2 separate regions of the Sorghum bicolor genome follow, and region 2 is linked to region 1. A link is a contact called in public HiCAR-type data. All regions are on one chromosome and are shown on one strand. The core of a region is the stretch at or near the end of the contact, and the rest is flanking DNA. Distances in the headings are between cores, read along the strand shown.

The links. HiCAR-type assays count read pairs that join an accessible place to other places.
Region 2: a HiCAR-type map of leaf shows a contact between it and region 1, with 4 times the contacts expected there. The contact joins the promoter of LOC8064126 here to the promoter of LOC8064580 in region 1. A contact is called at or near these places in 1 of 4 Hi-C or Micro-C datasets (leaf) and 1 of 1 datasets of contacts at active chromatin or transcription factors (leaf).

What each region holds. Positions count from the first base shown.
Region 1 is chr8:50,345,606-50,348,277 of Sorghum_bicolor_NCBIv3, forward strand. It overlaps LOC8064580, which reads right to left and starts at 1,377. Exons shown (of 2, transcript XM_002443194.2): 1 at 1,039-1,377; 2 at 1-927. The coding sequence starts at 856. LOC110437674 (a long non-coding RNA gene) reads left to right here and starts at 1,020. Exons shown (of 2, transcript XR_002455588.1): 1 at 1,020-1,152; 2 at 1,238-1,827.
Region 2 is chr8:50,602,244-50,604,915 of Sorghum_bicolor_NCBIv3, forward strand. It overlaps LOC8064126 (probable WRKY transcription factor 3), which reads left to right and starts at 1,297. Exons shown (of 4, transcript XM_002442153.2): 1 at 1,297-1,944. The coding sequence starts at 1,525.

The sequences.
Region 1 (2,672 bases), core at 127-2,626:
CAGGTTCTTGATGAACCATCATCTCCTTCTCGAGGTCGCGCAAAAGGTTTGCGCGACTTTGTGCTAGAGAAGGGGACAGAATTTGGTACCCTTGAAGCGTTTCTTGGTCGATACCCATGTTTTCGACGAGCAACACCGCTGCAGGTTTGTTCTTCGTTTTTGGAGGCTTTACACTCTTAGAGTCAGTGTTGGCGTTGGTGACGGTGCCCAATGGTTCATTTTGGGGAGCTTGTACTACGCCATCGCCATGTACTTGTTCGTGGACCTTGGCCTTGCCGTACGACTTCTTCCCCTTCTTCATCACAGCCTTCTTCTTGGCGGCGTCGCCGGAGCCGGCGGTGACATGATGAGCTGCTGAGGTTTTACCAAGCTCCGGGCCCGGGGATGACGATCCATGAGATGGAAGTGGAACCGTGTCGTAGGCGACAATGTCCTTCCACTCCACGCTCACGCCCTCCTTGGCGGCCTTGGCCTTGCCGGCGGCCGCCGCCTTGGAAGGCTTCTGAGTAGTAGCAGTGGTGGTGGAGTCCCCGACACGCCTGCGGAACACGGAGCGCACCTTGACGAGCACCCTGCTGTGGTTGTGGCTCTCCGCCGGAGCCGGAGCTGGAGCCGGCGGCGGCGGTTGCTTCCGAGGCGGCCTCGGCTGCTGCGGCCTGCTGTGCGCCTCCTTGTGATCCTCGAACGTGTGCGTGCCGCCGTACTTGCACACGTGGTGGCACGAGCCGGCCGACGGCCTGAGGTAGCCGGGGACGGGCTTGGCGGTGGCGCCGCCGCCGTGGTGAGAGTCAGAGGGCGACGGCGTGCTGCCGCGTCCCGTTGGTTTGGGGCCTTGTGCGGCCATCTGTACCTCCATCTCTGGTCCGGACCAGGCAGTGGAGTCGAGATCTTTGCTTGATTCCGTCAAGAATTACAAGTAGAGTGAATCTGCAGGGGAAGACGATGAGTTGGTCAGGTTTGAAGCTTGTGTTTCATCTTCTGACTAGAAAGAAGCAGATCAAAGGGTTGCAGGGCCGGCGACACGAAGGAAGAACTCACCGGCAGCAGGCACCGGAGCTGCGCCGATTCACTTCACTAGCCGCGCGCCATGCGCGAGCTTGACTGCCTAGCAGAGCTCGCCGGAGTACTACCCAACAACTCCAGAATGACAAGGTAGGTAGGTAGCTTGGTACCTAGCGGTATCTTCTTGGCGGCTGGTTCCTGGCAGGACTGATCTCGCCTGCATATATATCTGCAGGCAGCAATCGAGAGGAGTAAATGGGTTTGCCGCTAGCGTCACCGGTGGCCGGGGCCCCGGGGGTGTAGGAAGCAGAGCAGGCGATCGGGTCAAGGAGGAGAAACGGCGGTGGCCGCAGGCAGCAACCCGCCTGTTCTTTGTTTAATGGCGTGGCACAGGCGTGGATGGTGATGGATTGGATCAGGGGCGATTTGGTGAAGAAGCTGCGGGGGGTCAGAGTCAGAGATTGGTGGTAGGAGGAGGTCAAACATGGCGGGACGGTGAGCACGCGGGTGGGGTCCGTTTGATTTTGGAGACGAAGACGACGACGGGGTGTCTGTTGGCTGGCTGGAGGGGTTAGGTGTCGTTGGCGCCATTTTGACGGCTGACCTGTGGGCCCGATCCTTGCAGGGCCACCGGCAACCCATATTTGAACTTGACTTGGTCTGTTTGTGAATTGTGAGGACGTACATGGACAGTCATTCAATTCAAGGTAAGGGGGCGGAACAGCGAGCTGGTGTGGACTGGGGCCTTGTTTTTAGATCCGTAATGTTTTTGGATTTTTGATACTATAGCACTTTTATTTGTATTTGACAAATATTATTCAATCATGAACTAACTAGACTTAAAAGATTCGTCTCGCAAATTACACATAAACTGTACAATTAGTTATTTTTAAATTTATATTTAATGTACCATGCATATGCCGTAAGATTTGATGTGACAAGGAATCCTGAAAAGTTTTTGAATTTGGGTGAACTAAACAAGGCGTGGATTTAGAGACCGTTTGGGTAACTCAAAATAAATCCATGTTTCTGGACACACTTGGTTGGTGGTTACACTTGTGAACATCATTGCGCCTTGTTAAGAAAAAAATTCCATGTGATGGGGCCATTATGTTTGGTTAATTGGCTTCCGCATGTTGCAAAGCCAGAGATGTTGAAACTGAGGCCGGTATTTGCTTCTCGCCAGAGGTGTGGTATGCCAGACATGTTTAGCCTTTCTAAAATTTTTTGTTTTGGGCTATTGTAGTATTTTTGTTTTTATTTGACAAATATTGTCTAATTAGGGACTAACTAGGCTTATCTCACGATTTGTGTAATTAGTTTTTATTTTCGTCTATGTTTAATGCTCCATGCATGTACCACAAGATTTGATGTGACGACTGAAAAGTTTTTAGTTTTTGAGGTGAACTAAACAAGGCCTTAGCCGGCATGCATGCACAAAAGCGGAGCAAAGCTTTGACAAATGGCTGCAAGCTCGCCGTATTTGCTCGTCCTAATTTTGGCTGATCTAGAGTTAATTAAAGAACCAAACAGATCCATATGATGCATCCTTTTCGAACTATAAGGACCATTTTGACTTTATTTTCTAAATTAATAACCAATTTAGGTGACTTCATTATGCGTTAGAACCGATTCGGCACCGTGCGGTTTGTAGCTTAGCCATGACTTCC
Region 2 (2,672 bases), core at 47-2,546, 260 kb after region 1:
CGGCCACGGCGATCGAGATGTGTTTTTTTTTTTCCCTTCAACGTCCGATTTTTATTTTTTGTTCCGTCTGATTTGACGAATTGATGAAAAGAAAGAACAAAAAAAAGGTAAATTACCTACAGTAGTTATTTTGATTATTTCCCGAATTGGGACATGTATGTTACTTTTTACTATAATATGCAGCTTTGATTTTCAAAAAAAAAAAGCAGCTTTGGAGCCGAGGTGGAGGAAATCAAGCTGTCTAGCTCTCCCATTTGGATGACCCTGAATAAACTCTGTTAGAAAAATCCGAGTGATGACACTGACATTCTCTTCTTCCCATCGCTTTGTTTTATCGAATGCGCACTCTACTGGTACAACTACATGCGCCAAATGGAGCTACAAAAACTACCCCGTACACACTAAGCGGGTTTTGTGATAGTTTACATGTAGGGAAATGTCTTTACCATACTTTATAAAACTGACTCAAATGACATGTCTCAAATTTCCCAAAAGAATACTTACCAACGTACAAGTATATGGCTCTGCTCGCTATAGCTAAGGTTATGGCTGTGGCTCTAGACCTAGAGGGTGTTTGGTTACCTACCGTTGTGAGCCACGTATATTATGACATTACCATAAAAGTTTGACGGAGAAATTGGTCACCATAGTTGTAACGAAATTCTCTCCTTCATTTAGTTAAAAAAAAAAGCTATGACTGGCCTCAAGTCAGTGCTAAACTAAACAATAGTTTTATGCCTGTGGCAACCTTAACTTGCCTATGGTATACAGTGGTAGGCAACCAAACACCCGTATAGTTTTAGGCTTACAGCGTCGTAACCACAACGCTATAGAGTTTTATCGGATGACTATATATCATTAGTGCATACTACTAAACACAGCAGGTACAACACTACTAGACTTATCAATAAGAGTTGGAATCAGGATCCATCTTATCAATTAAGAGCCTATTTCGATATATATGGTTATTTACTAATTGAGCGCTCAAATTATTTTTTGAGGGAATAGTGCTCAACACGTGGTTGACCAACAATTTGTTGAAAACTGAATTTAAAAATATTTCACTTTTCTATTTGGATGTACAAGATCTAATTCAAACTAAAAACTAGTTAGCTAACAATTAACATGCGTCATTCAAACAATTAACCAGACTGTGGTGAAGTAGCAAAAGATTTTCTGTGTGTAAATCAAAAAGCCAAAATATCTACTGACATCTTTATACTCCTATCATGGCAAAAATCTAATAAAGCAGAAAAAAAAGCTTTGGTTTCCTTCCTTCCTTCCCTTTCCTTCCCCCTCTCCGAACTCCGAAAGCCAACGAGTTGAGAGACGAGAGACACACAAACACTGCAGAGGAGAGGAAGAGAGGAGCCGAAGTCAGAGTCTGCTCACCCAACCCAAAAAAACCTCCACAAACCAAAGTCAACGCCGGAAACCAAGAAGAAGAAGAAGAGGGGAATTCTCTCTCTCTCTCTCTCTCTCTAGTCTTCCTTCCTCTCTCGCCTCCGCCGCTTGTCCGCGACCATGTCCGCGCGCCCGCCGCCGCCGCCGCGCCCGCGCCTGGCGCTGCCACCGCGCTCGGCGGCGGAGTCGCTCTTCACGGGCGCCGGCGACGCCAGCCCGGGCCCGCTCACGCTCGCCTCAGCGCTCTTCCCCTCCTCTGACAGCGACGGCGGCGGAGGCGGAGGCGGAGGCGCCAACTCCTCCTCCGGGGCCGCGACGACCTTCACGCAGCTCCTCACCGGCTCCCTCGCGCCGCCTCCGCAGCAGCAGCATGAGGCGGAGAGGGGACGAGGAGGAGGCGGGGTCGCCAGGGCCGGCCCGGCGCTCTCGGTGGCTCCGCCGGCGTCGGCGTCCGCTGGCGCGTCCGTCTTCACCGTGCCCCCCGGCCTCAGCCCCTCCGGTTTGCTCGACTCCCCTGGGCTGCTCTTCTCGCCCGCCATGGTACGTCGTGACACCGGCTGCAACTTCTTGCTGGAAGAAAATATTAGCTTTTGTTTGTTTCAGGCGCGAAAAAACAGATTTTTTTTTTGGATCTTGCTTGCGAGCTGATAAAATTGTTAAAACCGTATGTATGCTATAATCGCCTTTTTTTGTCGTATTTATAGTGTTGCACTACGGTAGCGTTACTGCGAGATATTAAGAGAGACAAGAGTGTTATTGTTTCTATTTTTAACACAAAAAGCGGTTTTTTATGTTCCTTATTTTCATAGTTCATAGATTGTTGTGAAACATGTTCCATTTCTTTCGCTTGTGACATGGCTTTAATCTGGGTTCATCAATCTGTTCATCTACGGGATTTACTTTTGGATGATGCTAAAAAAACAGGAAAGAATTTTTCAAGCAACATGGGAATCTGGAACTTCTGAAAGGTGCCACTTTTGCAGTTCCGTCAGTGCTTTTAGTGAGATGGTTACATATAATGTAGTACTGATCATGTAGATCAGGCCCATATGTTTGTCCCGAAACGCATAAAGCCACCTTACTATATTTGTGTGTGGCACTTCAGGGCACTGAATAATATCGGCCTACTAAGATAGATAGGTGATGCTTCTTGATCTTTTAGAAATGCCAATTGCCAAGTGGTGATACGGTACATTGCATTGCATTAACATAATTGTACTACTGCCAGTGTGATGGTTGCAAGTTGGCACACTATCTTGATACTGATA